Regions from separate parts of the Sus scrofa genome. Here region 1 is linked to region 2. A link is a contact called in public Hi-C data. All regions are on one chromosome and are shown on one strand. The core of a region is the stretch at or near the end of the contact, and the rest is flanking DNA. Distances in the headings are between cores, read along the strand shown. Region 1 has its middle 120 kb from the start of SH3BP4. Region 2 has its middle 88 kb from the start of ARL4C.

Region 1 (6,590 bases), core at 181-2,680, 410 kb after region 2:
ATTGAATTTTTTAAAAAGTATTTATGAATCTAAAATAATACTTTTTAAAAAGAGGTAAGGGGACCAGTCTTTTTTAAGAAATAATGCCAGCTAATTAATAGAGATGCGTAAACCGCTAGGTAAGAGGCTTTTGAGGAACAGGATATTCACGCCATCTCAAAATGTCACTTCAAGGTTACTTACTAAAGGACAACGTATATTTTGAAGTGGTAACTCCACTTCACCAGGAATGGAACAAACTCAAGTTCATCACATATGTCGCCTGATGGGGTGCCGTGCTCCACGCGCATCCATGCAACACTCCTGCCAAAAATGTCCATCCTCAAACCCGTCACGAGAAAACCATGTCCCAAACTTTGGGCTCCTGGTGGGGAGGGGGCGGAGGGTCCAGCCTGGTCGCTTCGAAAATATCCGTCATGAAAGACAAGAAAACAATGGCTCCTTTAAATGAGAGAAGGTGAAAGAGCGGTGACAGCTGAATGCAATTTGTGCTCTTGACTGAATCCCGGATTTGAAAACAATCTATAATTGGGGCAGTTTGACTATGGGCTGAACATTAGAGGATATTATTATATTAAAGGTAAACTTCTTGGGTGCAGTAGTGGTATCCGTGGTTATAAAAGACAAGGTCTTTATTTCAAGTATTTAAGAGAAGCATCAGGAGACCTGCAACTTCCAAATAGCAAAAAATCTAAGGGGAGGATATAGACACAGACACAGATACACACACACTTGCACATATAACTACATAGACATATAATACCTGCGGTACAGTATGCCTGTATGTATATGACACATGCAGAGAAAAAACGAGGCACAAAGTGACTTGAAGCATCTGTGTGCAGATTAGTCTTTCAACTTTGGTTTGGTTGGAACATTTTCAATACGAGAAGTGTGGACATTTGGGGGAAAGTTGAAAACTGTTTTATCTTTCTTCTCCTCGATGCAGCCTCCTGCGGGTCGGAGGGAAGGGAGGTTTTCTCTGTACTCAGATCCGCAGCCAGCTGGTGCCCGCCCTCAGGTCGGCTGAGAAAGGACAAGGACTGGAAGAGCCAGAGGTGAGAAGCTTCTAGGCGTGGACTGAACTGGCCTCCTGCACCTCTTGGCTCTATCCTGTCCCCCCCCTCCCCCAACAAACCACACATCAGGTGTGAGTCCACAGAAGGCACACGGGGCAGCATTGGGACGGTGGCATCACTGGTTTCCCATCCTGAGAGTCCTTGAAGATGGGCACAGGTGCAGAGGGCAGCCCTGCTCACACACACCAGGAGAGCCTAGAGGCCAAGAAGCCCAGCCCTCGAATGCACAGACCCAGTGGGTCTTCGGGCACCACTCAGGGTCTGGACTCAACTCTAAACCCTCTGCTCAAGGCAGAAGAAGGATGCGGAAGCAGCCGCAAGCCCACTTGCCACAGAAGGAGGACGCGAAGTCTCCTCCCCGAGGGCCCTTGGCTGCCTTCCTCCAGGCCCGTGTAGAATCTTCATCCCCAGTTTTCAAATTTTTTTTCGTAGGACCCACTGGATCCAGGCTACAGTTTTGTCCTCCAAGGGGAGTGGGGGTCAGACAAGCCCGCCTCTTCCTCTTTCTTCCAGCAGTAGCTCCTCCTTAGTGTCCAATAAGGTGTGTATTCAAATCAGCAACAGGGCGGTCCTCAAACGCCTGCCCTCGGTCTGAATCCGAATGCAGGGCTCGTCCATCCCCCACCCAGCGACCTGAGGCCGTTCTCGCCCCGCCACTAGTCAAGTCAGCCTGCCTTGTGCTGACGGCTCTCTTGAGCAGGTGTGAACTCACAGTGGTCTCCCAGTGGCCCCCAGGTTTCGCTCCCCGTCTACGATCCCTTCCTGGGACGTCTGCAGCCCCCTGTGCCTACTCCCTCCCTCTCAATATGAAGGTCATGCCAATTTCACAAGTTTGACAATTTTGCGAAGACATGGACTTTTGATGGTCCCCACCCCGTCCCCAGCTCCCGGTCACACCCACCAGCGGGAGGGCCTCCTAGACGAGCTGATTGCTTTGCCTCTGCTGTTACCCTGCACATCAGGTCAAGGTCAGGCACACTGAGGACAGCACAGCCTCCCCAGGGGCCAGGGGACGCTCAGAGGAGCCTGGGCCCCGTGGCAGCTGGTCAGGATCTGGTCTCAGGCGAAGTGACCTTGGGCCATCTTTATTTCCACACACGTGGTGGACACTGCTGTCTGCCCTTCGGGTGATGATGAAAGCTCCCAGTGAAATAAGTGTGTGAAAGGCCGTTTGAAAACGCTTCCTTCTCTGCAGAGAGGACGGTAGTGGAGTTCCCCTTGTGGCTCCATGGGTTAAGAACCTGACCTTGTCTCTAGGATGCAGGTTGGATCCTGGCCTTGCTCCGTGGGTTTAGGATCCTGCATTGCCACAGGCTGCAGTGTAGGTCAGAGATATGGCCCAGATCCAGAGGGGCGGTGGCTGTGGTGTAGGCCGGCAGTGGCAGCTTGGATTCAAACCCTAGTTCAGGAGCTTCCATAGGCTGCGAGTGTGGCCCTACAAAGAAAAAAAAAGATGGCCATATGGCCATATGCTGGAGTGCATGCCTGTCTCTGGTGGACAGCAATCCTTCATCAGATGTGAGTTTCCCTATCGCGTGAAGCCGTCCGAGGAACCCGCCTATCGGGGACAATTTGCAGAAATGCTTCAGCGGCTCGGCACCAAAGTGGTTTGACACCGACAAGGAAGCGTGTTCTCCAGGTAACACGGGCACCTCCAGAGCACGCTGCTCTCTCATCTGTCTGGACCTGGCTGCTTGCTTTTCTCAGAACAGGTATCTCTTCTTGCAGAGGAGCTGCTGCTTTGAAACGAGACATTCAGATGAAGCCCTGGAGAGCCCCATATGGCCGTAGAAAAGAGGAGAAAACGTGCTGTTATAAAGCACCCAGCTTGCTCCCTCCAAAGTCTCACTTCTTCATTTCGGAAAGCCTATGCCAATGTGATAGAAGCCCTGGGTGGCCATCTAGAGCCAGAATTTGGGGCTGCACTGACACTGTTTCTTAAAGCCCTGGAGTGGAGCTGGTAAAATCTGGACGTCACCAGCCACTGGAGGATCCCCACACTGAGAGGATGATGAGCTGGGCACAGGTCAAATGCCAGCTGGGACTGATATTGGGGAAGCAGGACAGAAAGGGATTTTAAGTTAAGCAACAGGAACGGATCAACGGTATTAGGCCTTGTCAGAGAAAGAAAGCTTCAGGTCGGGCAGAGAAATCTGGGCTCAGACCAGCACAAGGCCCCGCATGAGGGGAGGGCAGCGTGGCTTGGCATTCTCGGTTTGCTGCCCAAGAGTAGATGATGGAGCTCCCCAGACTGGCCTTGTTTCAGTTCGCTCTGGACGGAGCAGCATCTGTCGTCCAGCTGCCCTGGTGACCAGCCTGCAGAAGAATGAGGCTGTAAGCTGAGATGTGCCACCCCAACCTTTCAATAGGCACGTCTCCCAGGATTGATGGATAAATCATCAGGTTTATACATCAGCCACTGTGAGTCGAGTTAATTTGTGTCTGTCCTTGAGAGACAAAACTCTCAGGGCCGTACCAAAATCAGATTTCTAGAAACCAGAGGCAGAGAATTTATCCAGGTGAGAGCTCCCCAGGGGCACCTGCTTGTGTGGCCAGCTCTGCAGCCCTGGAGGCCAGCTCACTCGCCCCTGAAGCTCAGTGTCCATGGTCACAGAAGAGTCATTTCTAAAGAATAACCGATCACATTCCCAATTCTCTTTGTGCATATCTGTGTTTTCACTTTGCTCCCCGGGTCAATGTCTCCTCTTATTTCCTCTGCGAGCCCAAGCAAAGCGTTTGATGCACGCCGATTTCATATGTGGATGGTGAATTTTGCAGTATTTTGACTGAAATGCGTAGGTATCTATGAGGGCAGAGGCAGAGTGCATATGAAAACCCTTTAGGGAATGTGCTTTCTAAACACAAGAGGATCGTAGTGACCCAGTGGGATCCCATCATAACACTGACCACACCCGGGACTTGGATCCAAAAGCACTGCGGGTCTGCCAAGGGCTGTGTGGTTACAAATTAGTTTCTTATTTATTTATTAATCTGCTTTTTAGGGCCGCTCCCGCAGCACATGGAGGTTCCCAGGCTAGGGGTCAAAGTGGAGTAACAGCTGCTGGCTTACGCCACAGCCACAGCAACATAGCGTCCGAGCCTCGTCTGCGACCTACACCACAGCTCACGGCGACGCCGGATCCTCAACCCACTGAGCAAGGCCAGGGATCGAACCGTAACCTCATGGTTCCTAGTTGGATTCGTTTCCGATGCACCACGACGGGAACTCCTCACTCAGTTTCTTGTACGTGCTCTCACTTTATCCTCGCAACACTCTAAGGGGGCAGGGCAGGGGGTGGCAGGAATTAGGGTTAGAATGTTGTGTCATTGGACCCAAGAATGGCTTATGTCTGACCAGCCAGGGCTTTTCCTCTCTTTTTTCCTCTCCTCCTTTCCCCCTTCCTGCATCCATCCCACCTTCACGCCCCCCTGACTTTCCCCACCCCAGACAGAGCAGTGGGCTCCTGTGGGAATGAAATACAAAAGGAACAGCAACAGACGGGGGTCAATTATTAAGACTTAGTACAGGAGTTCCCATGGTGGCTCAGCAGTTAACAAACCTGACTAACATCCATGAGGATGCAGGTTCAATCCCTGACCTCACTCAGTGGGTTAAGGATCCGGTGTTGCCATGAGCTGTGGTGTAGCTTTCAGACACGGCTCAGATCCTGTGTTGCTGTGGCTGTGGTGTAGGCCAACAGCTACACCACAGCCTGGGAACCTCCATATGCCTGGGGTGCGGCCCTAAAAAAAAAAAAAAAATTAGCACAGAGCAAGTGTGGGAATCCACAGACCAAAAAAACAAAACCAAAAACAAACCTCAACCTAAGCCTCACACCTTATATAATTAATTATATAATTAATTATATAATTAATTCAAAGTGGCTCATGGATTTAAATGTAAAATTTAAAAATTTTAGCAACATGGATGGACCTAGAGATTATCAAATTAAGGAAGTCAGACAGAGAAAGACAAATATATCACTCACATGTGGCACCTAAAAAAAAAAATACAATGAACTTATTTAGACAACAGAAAGAGACCCACAGACATAGAAAGCAAACTTGTGGTACCAAAGGGGACAGTGGGGGTGGGTGTGGGGTATAAATTAGGAATTTGGGGCTAACGCGTACACACTACTGTGTATGAAATGCATAAGCAACAAGGAGCAACTGCAGAGCAGAGGAAGCTGTACTCAGCATCTTACTATCACCCATAACGGAAAAGAATCTGAAAAAAAGAATCCTGTATAACAGAACCTTTTGCTATGCACTTGAAACCAACGCAGCATTGTAGACTAACTATACCTCAATTTAAAAAAAACTAAAAGACAAAGAAAAAAAGCATGTTTAGAAAAACGAGGCCTTGGAGAAAGTCTTTAGGATCTAGAGTTAGGCAGAATTCTTATATTTGACATTCAAAGCACCGTCTGTAAAAGGGAAAACTGATACACTGAACTCACCACAATTAAAAAACTTTCGCTTTGCAAACGACCCTGTTAAGAGCTGGAGAAGACACGTTACAGCCTGGGCGCAAAGACCTGCAAACCACGTAGCTGACCAAGGACTCGCATCTGGAATAAATGAAGACCTCTTAAAACTCATCAAGAACAAGATAAACAATCCAAGTAGGAAATGGGCAAAAGACACACACACACAGCCGAGGACATACAGATGGTGGACAGACACACAAAAAGATGCTCAACACCATTAGCCGGAAGGATGCCGACAGAAACCACGGCGAGTGAGGAGACGAAGCACGTATCAGAATGATGACAGCACAAAATAAGGCAACACAAATGCTGATGCAGATGAGCAGAAACCCGATCACCCACACTTTTCGGGGGGGGGGAAGGTAAAATGACACAGCCACTCTGGGAGAGAGTGGAGGGCACCTGCTTACAGCACTGGACGCGTGCTTCTCCTATGACAGAGCCAGTGGACTCCCGGGCATTTATCCCAGAGATGCGAAAACTTTTTCACACTAAACATGACAACTGTTCACTGTCGATGTATTCGTGAGGGCCAACAACTACGGACACCCCACATGTCCCCCACAAATGCGTGGTTACAAAGCTGTGGCGCAGCGTTCCCTTCCCGCCGTGGCGCAGCGGGATCTGCGGCATCTCCAGAGCGCAGGGATGCGGGTTCCATCCCTGGCCTGGTGCCGTGGGACGAGGATCCGGAATTGCTGCCGCTGCGGCATAGGTTGCTACTGTAGGTCGGAGCTGATCCCCGGCCTGGGAATTCTGTATGTCACCGGTTGCCAAAAGAGAAGCACCAAAAAAGCAGTTGCACGTCCTCACTCTGGGACCCAACCCCTGGCACCCACAACAACTTGGAAGGCTCCCAAGAGAACCATGCTGAGTGGAAAAAGCCAGTCTCAAAGGTTACACTCTGTGGGAGTCCGTTTATTTTGCATTCTTGCCATGACACAATTACGGAGATGGAGAACAGATTAGTGAGATGGGGGGAGGAGGGCGAGTGAAGGGGGGACGTGGCTTTGGCTTT
Region 2 (6,410 bases), core at 3,692-6,191:
GACCTCGGCCTGCAGCCCCACCCCGTGCTCTCCTTCAAGCCCAGCAGTTGTCCATTTTCCTGCTTTTCATAGTTGGCTTTTTTCTTTTCTTTTTTGGCTTCTCTGTGGCATGTGGAGTTCCCAGGCCAGGGATCAGATCCAAGCCCCAATTGCGACTTAGACCACAGCTGCAGCAGTGGATTTTTTAACCCACTGTGCCGGGCCAGGGATCGAACTTGCCTCCAGGCACTGCAGAGGTGCCACAGATCCCATGGTGCCACAGCAGGATCTCCCATATTTGGGTTTTCATAGGCTTTTTCACCCAGCCAGCGTTCTGAGTCAGCCTAGCCTCCCTGTCTGTGCCCCAAGGATGTTCAGCTGTGTTATTCACTGTGGACAGCTGATGGCTGTTCACCCAGGTCTCAGTGTGGGGTATCTGAGGGCACACCTGGCCCCAAAGACTTGACTACAGGTGGTTACTAAGAGGGTGGGGGGGATGCTGAGAAGCAAGCGTGAAGGATGGAGTGTGGGTGGTGAAACAGACACAGGGGGAAGCCCAGAAAAGGGCACAGGGATTCGGTGTTACCGCCATGGGTAGCTGCAGATGAACCCCATGTCATTGTGTGGGACATCCTTCAGGATGGTCCGCCCCCCCATCCCATGGGGTTTATCTTGAAGGCTTTGGATCCCCAGAATTTCCAAGATCCCTGGACACCAAAATACCCACAATGCCAAGCATGTGGGCAGAGAAGCAGCAGGACCCAGGTGGGACATGGTCAGTGGACAGAGACCAGTCGAGAAGCCCAGGGACACCCAGTGTGTGTGTGTGGGGGGGGGTGGAGACTGGGTGGGCCACCAACAGCATCTGCTCCAGCTCATTGGCATCAGTTCATGCAGGGTCTTGGTTACCATGTTGATGCCAAACTTGAATGTCAGTCTCTCTCTCTCTCTTTTTTTTTTTTAGGGCCGCACCTGTGGCATATGGAGGTTCCCAGGCTAGGGGTCAAATCAGAGCTACAGATGCCAGCCTATGCCACAGCCATGGCAACACTGGATCCAAGACGCATCTGTGACCTACACCACAGTTCAAGGCAATGCCAGATCCTTAACCCACTGGGCAAGGCCAAGGATCGAACACACATCCTCATGGACACTAGTCAGGTTCTTAACCTGCTGAGCCACAATGGGGAACTCCTGTATGTCAATCATACTCAGAGCAATAGAGAAAATGTCTCTTGGCTGGATCAGGAATATAGAACGTTCCAAACTGAAAAAGAAGAAAAACAGGGCTGCTTTCATGTGCCCCCTTCCTTTCAACTTTAACTGAATGACTAGCTGCCACTTGGGATGTTTGGGGTATAGACGTTCACCCCCGTTCTGGTCCCCACCCTAGCAGACCCTCCCTTTGATGGGGATCAGAAGAAGCGAGCATGTAGGCAGAAAAGGCTTCAACATTATGAAAGTATTTTTCCCTCTCTCTGAGCGTATCCTTCTGCCTGGCTCCCAGGGAGAGGGGCAGGAAGGGTTAGGATTAATATGAAAACAGAAGGACTCCAAAGAGAAAAAAGTAATTTCAGCTTATGAAATTCAGAATAGGCTGTTGCAGGACCAAGGCGCTCCATAGCTCTGCATGATTGCGAGAAAAGATTAGCATCCCTTTGTGAACCCAGGCAGGGCCAGGGAGGTGGTGGGCTATCAGGTTAGGAGAGGTCTCCCCTTCTGCCTGTGGGGCACAGATGGGAACTGCTCCAATTCCCCTTTTCCCAGACATGGCTGCCAGAGGAGGGGGTGCTCGATAAGCCTAGAGATGCCTGCAGGGTGGAGGGGTCCTGGCTCTGATCCCTTTGGGGGACTGGCAGTTTCATGACAACAGGTGTGGCTCAACATATACCAGAAGGTCAGAGGGCATGTGCTTGGTTTGGACGCTTGAGTCTCCTGTTACTAGGTACACGGGTCAGGCCAGCAGGTCTGCTGCAGGTCCCACCCCCTTGGTGACCTGAAGGAGATTCCTCCAGCATCCTCTGGAGGATGAGAAGCTAGAGACAGCTAGGCGGGTAGTTCTTCAAGAGCCAAGAGGAGCCACGTGGCTCCTCTGTTCTCTGAGGGGCTGGCAGAGAACAGAACACGAATCCTTCAGCTCCAGGGGTCAGCAGGACACCCAGAGAGGGAACAAAGACAAACACCACCTAGGAGACACCAGACCACTGCACCTGCGGTGGGAGGGGAGAACCTTCCCTCACCACCAGGGGGCGCCTTGGGTCTTAGAGAGGAGCCAGTGGGGGCGGGGCTCCAGACGTTCACGCGGAGAATTGATCCCCCAAACTGAGCGCTCAAGATTCTTTAAGATCTTGAGTCAAACTAAGTTTAAAGAGAGTTTAGACATTCAGTTCAGCCGAGTCTAATTTATTTTCCCCAAGCTGAATGGTCTAAATTGAGTGCTGTCAGAAAGTGAGAGCATTCCTGCGGTTGGATAGTGCAAGAAATTGTATCTAGACTGAGGTCAGCTAGAGCAAAAAGGCTACAGCCGAAAATGGCAAAGAGAAGGCGGTCTCGCCCATTAGCCAGGATGGAGGCGCGGGGGTGGGCGTCATTCTTGCGGTTTGGGCAGTGACTTCCTTCCCGCCTAGATCCAGATGTGACTGCGGAGAGGTTCTTCTCGGTCTTGGTCCATCGCGGGCACAGACAGGCTCGTCTGATAGTGGTGTCCCCCAGGGGAGAAGCCCCAGTTGGGCTGATGGCTGTGTCTCTGGCCAGCTCCCCAGGCCAGGAGCTGCTTTCCCATGAGACCCTGTAATAAAGGTACAGTAATGGCATTGGCTGGGTACAGACCAGCTATCAACGCAGCATATTGTATAGAGAGCTCACAAGCCACTTTACTGCATAAGAAAATGTGACCTCTTGTGAAGAAGAAATTTTGAATCAGGTAGAAATGGAATCTCTTTAGTCAAATGGTGTGTCATGATTTTTTTTTTTTTAAAGCATCTTGAGCAAAGCCAGGCTTAACAACAGCCTGAGCAGTGAATTTCAATTAGGTTAGAGAAGCGTGAGTTTAATAGGTCCAAGTTAAAGTTAACGGTTTAGAAATACACATTAAAAATATTTATCCAGCCCATGATTGTCACAGGATTTTCCAAACTTAAACACTGGAGTTTATCTCAAAGAAAGTGATCAATGTAGTTAGTTAAATCTATCAAAATTCAAAGAGGATGTGTCAAAACACAGCATAAATAGAAATGAAAGTCAGACATCTAATTTTAAAAAGTGTTTCCCACAAATATGAAAAATAGAAACATCGTTAGTATTTCAATATCTCATACACATTACTAGAAAGGCATTAAAACTTCAATCAAATGGACAAATGCGTAATCAAATGTATACAAATTATGACAAACAAGTGATTGATAAAGATTTGGGAAAATGCCTGGCTTTGCTAACAACCAAAGTAAAGTAAGTTAAACAGGAATAATATACAGTTACAAACAATCACAGAGCAATAAAAAAGTATAATTCTATGTACTAAACCATGAGTGATTTTTTAAAAAAGGAAAATGCCAAGCAATCATGCATGCTTGTTAAAATGAATTCCCTCTTATTCTGTTGGTCGGCTTACAAATTGTCCCCACATTCCTTAAAACTAATTTGATTTCTACAAGTGTAACCTGAGATATTATTTCAAAACACAGGCTTTCTACCCAATACGGTCATGGCCATAATATTTAAAATGGAAGAAAAATTGAAAATAACTCAAAGAGTTAGGATGAAACATTTTATGACTTTCTATAAAATGTAATGTTATGGATCACGATGCCATGGAAGCGTTTCTTTAATATTTGTTTGCAAGGAGTTCCCGTTCCCGTCATGGTGCCGTGGTTAACGAATCTGACTAGGAACCAAGAGGTTGTAGGTTCGACCCCTGGCCTTGCTCGGTGGGTTGGGGATCCGGCGTTGCCATGAGCTATGGTGTAGGTTGCAGACGCAGCTCAGATCCCACGTTGCTATGGCTCTGGCGTAAGCCAGTAGTTATAGCTCCGATTGGACCCCTAGCTGGGAACCTCCATATGCTGTGGGAGCGGCCCTAGAAAAGGCAAAAAGACAAAAAAAAAAAAAAAAAAGGAAAAAAAAGGAAGAAAAATATTTATTTGCAAAAAAGAGACACCATTGCATGATCGTGGTTGGCCTTTAAGTTAGGAAGGTTTTTTCCAAGGATAGTTATTAGCTTTTCTCATGAGAGTAAAAAGAGTAATTTTTCATCTCTTATCTAATATGATGGCAAACTGCTGATTTAAAGAACGCTCAGTTTCTGTTTCTGAGGATTTTTTCTCAGCATCGAGGCCAGTGACTGAGCCCTCCCCACCTTGAGCAACGAGGCTCTCTCTCCAGATCAAGTCACATATTCAGAACAGTTTAAAAATAATTGTAAATGATTCACTGATTCACTGTGTAGAGCAGCTTGTAATTCTTTTTCTCCGACATATGTGGAAATCCTTCTTTTGGAGGAAAAATAATTTGGTCTTTATTATTCCAACAGAGAGTGAGGGTCTGTCATGCATGAAAATGTCACTGTATTTTAATAACAGGATCTCCCTTTTGGTATCAGCAAGGGAATTAATTATTCATGGCGCCCACTGCAATAAGACGTTGTTCTCATCCTGTGCAAAGTATGGGCCTCAGCGTTGCATTATCAATCTTCCCTATTTACGGGCCTACAGTGCAGAAAGCAACTCCCCATAAAAATGCTGAGCGCTCTGTCTTGTTCATTTGGAAGGATCTGGAAAATGGTCATTCAACCGAATGACGATGGTAATGTTACAACTTTATGCGGCATTTTAGAAATGATCACGTAAATTTGGGGGAAGTCTGAATCATGAACGCAGGTGTTTGGAAATGACTACCCATTCCTCTGAGCCTAAGAGTGAGCCTGTGTTCTAAAGGGCACAGGTAGGTGGCTCCTGGGAGTTCCCTGAGGGCTGAAAATGCCTGCTGTTTCCTTCTCAGCATGCTTCCTCTGGAACCTTGCTGCTGTGAGGCTCCAGTCTCATGTGTCAGTGTCTCCACCGTCCTCCCACCTTGTCTCCAGCCCCAGCACACACACAGGCTGATTTAGATCAGGAGACATGCGCACTCCTGCTAGGCCAATTAGATTCCCCATCCAGGGACTCTGGAATTTGAGACTTGGAGACAAGTTGGCATGCAGTGTAGACCACTGAACGTGTACCCTCACTTTGATCTTCAAGATACACACAGGATGACCAAATGGCCCAGCAGTTCTCTTCTTAGGTGTATGTGCAAAAAATCCTGAAATACTACTCAAACCAGTACACGTTCCTAGCAGCATTATTCACAGTAGCTGAAAATAGAAACAACCCCAGTCCATCCACAGATGAATAAATAAACAAAATGTGGTGTATCCGCACAATGAAATATTATTCAGCCATAAAAAGTACATTATACAGTATGGAGAACCTCAGAGTATTATCGCAATGAAAGAAATCAGTTACAAAGAGCACATGTTACAGGGTTCAATTTACATGAAATTTCCAGTGTAGGTGAATCCACAGAGGCAGAAAACAGATTAGTGATTGCCAGGGGCTGGGAGAGGGGTATAGGAGAATGGCTGCTTAATGGGTATCTTAGTCTTTGGGGCTGCTGTAATACCGTCGCCTAGACCCTAGAGACAACAGAAATTTTTCTCCCACTTCTGGAGGCTGGAAGTCCAAGGTCCAGGTGCTGGCAGATTTGGTGTGTGGGGACAGCCTGCTTCCTCATAGAAGGCTGTCTTCTTGCTGTGTCCTCACGAGGTGCGTGGAGCAAGGAGCTCTAGGGGGTACTGATCCCGTTCATGAAGCTCCACCCTCACGACCTAATCCCGTCTCAAAGTTCCCACCTCCTAATACCATACCTTGGGCTTTAGGTTTAATATATGAATTTGGGGGAGTGGGGGACACTTTACTTAGTCTATAGGAATGGGTATGGGTTTTCTTTTGAGATGATGGTGTGTTTTGGAATTAGGAACAGGTGGTGGTTGCACAACATTGTTGTGCTGTTGAATACGACTGGGTGATGGTTATGCCCTGGGTGCTGGGTCAACACCACCAGGCTCCTTGAGGAGGACTGGGAAGGTCCCATAACAGGAGCTTGGCAGAGCCTCAGCATAGGCCTTTCTGTGTTCCAAAGGGCAAGATGAAAATGATCATTAACAGACTAAGAGACCCTCCTGTTGTCTCAGGCTTTCAGCTCCTCTGGGATTACTGTCTAAAGCACCCTTTACCCTCAGGTGAATCAACCCCTCAGGGCAGCTCTTCCTTTTGAAATAATAATTTTTAAAAACAGTGGTCGTTTCACCTTACACCAGTCAGAATGGCCATATTAAAAAGTCTGCAAATAACAATGCTGGAGAGGGTGTGGAGAAATGGGAACCCTCCGCACTGTTG

The links. A called contact is a pair of places that touch in the nucleus more often than the background predicts.
Region 1: a contact with region 2 is called in a Hi-C map of omental adipose tissue, with 2.0 times the contacts expected there. The contact joins two enhancer-like sites. A contact is called at or near these places in 1 of 5 promoter capture datasets (liver), 22 of 47 Hi-C or Micro-C datasets (adipose tissue, alveolar macrophages, brain and 13 more) and 1 of 2 datasets of contacts at active chromatin or transcription factors (skeletal muscle).

Annotation. Positions count from the first base shown.
Region 1 is chr15:135,118,856-135,125,445 of Sscrofa11.1, forward strand. No RefSeq gene overlaps it. Among named protein-coding and RNA genes, the nearest start is that of SH3BP4, 120 kb to the left of the region's middle. Within about 2 kb of position 1,431, at least 5 of the 83 cell types and tissues checked have an H3K27ac peak or open chromatin away from gene starts, as enhancers often do. A contact at or near this core is called in omental adipose tissue, where this site is marked.
Region 2 is chr15:134,707,025-134,713,434 of Sscrofa11.1, forward strand. No RefSeq gene overlaps it. Among named protein-coding and RNA genes, the nearest start is that of ARL4C, 88 kb to the left of the region's middle. Within about 2 kb of position 4,942, at least 1 of the 83 cell types and tissues checked has an H3K27ac peak or open chromatin away from gene starts, as enhancers often do. A contact at or near this core is called in omental adipose tissue, where this site is marked.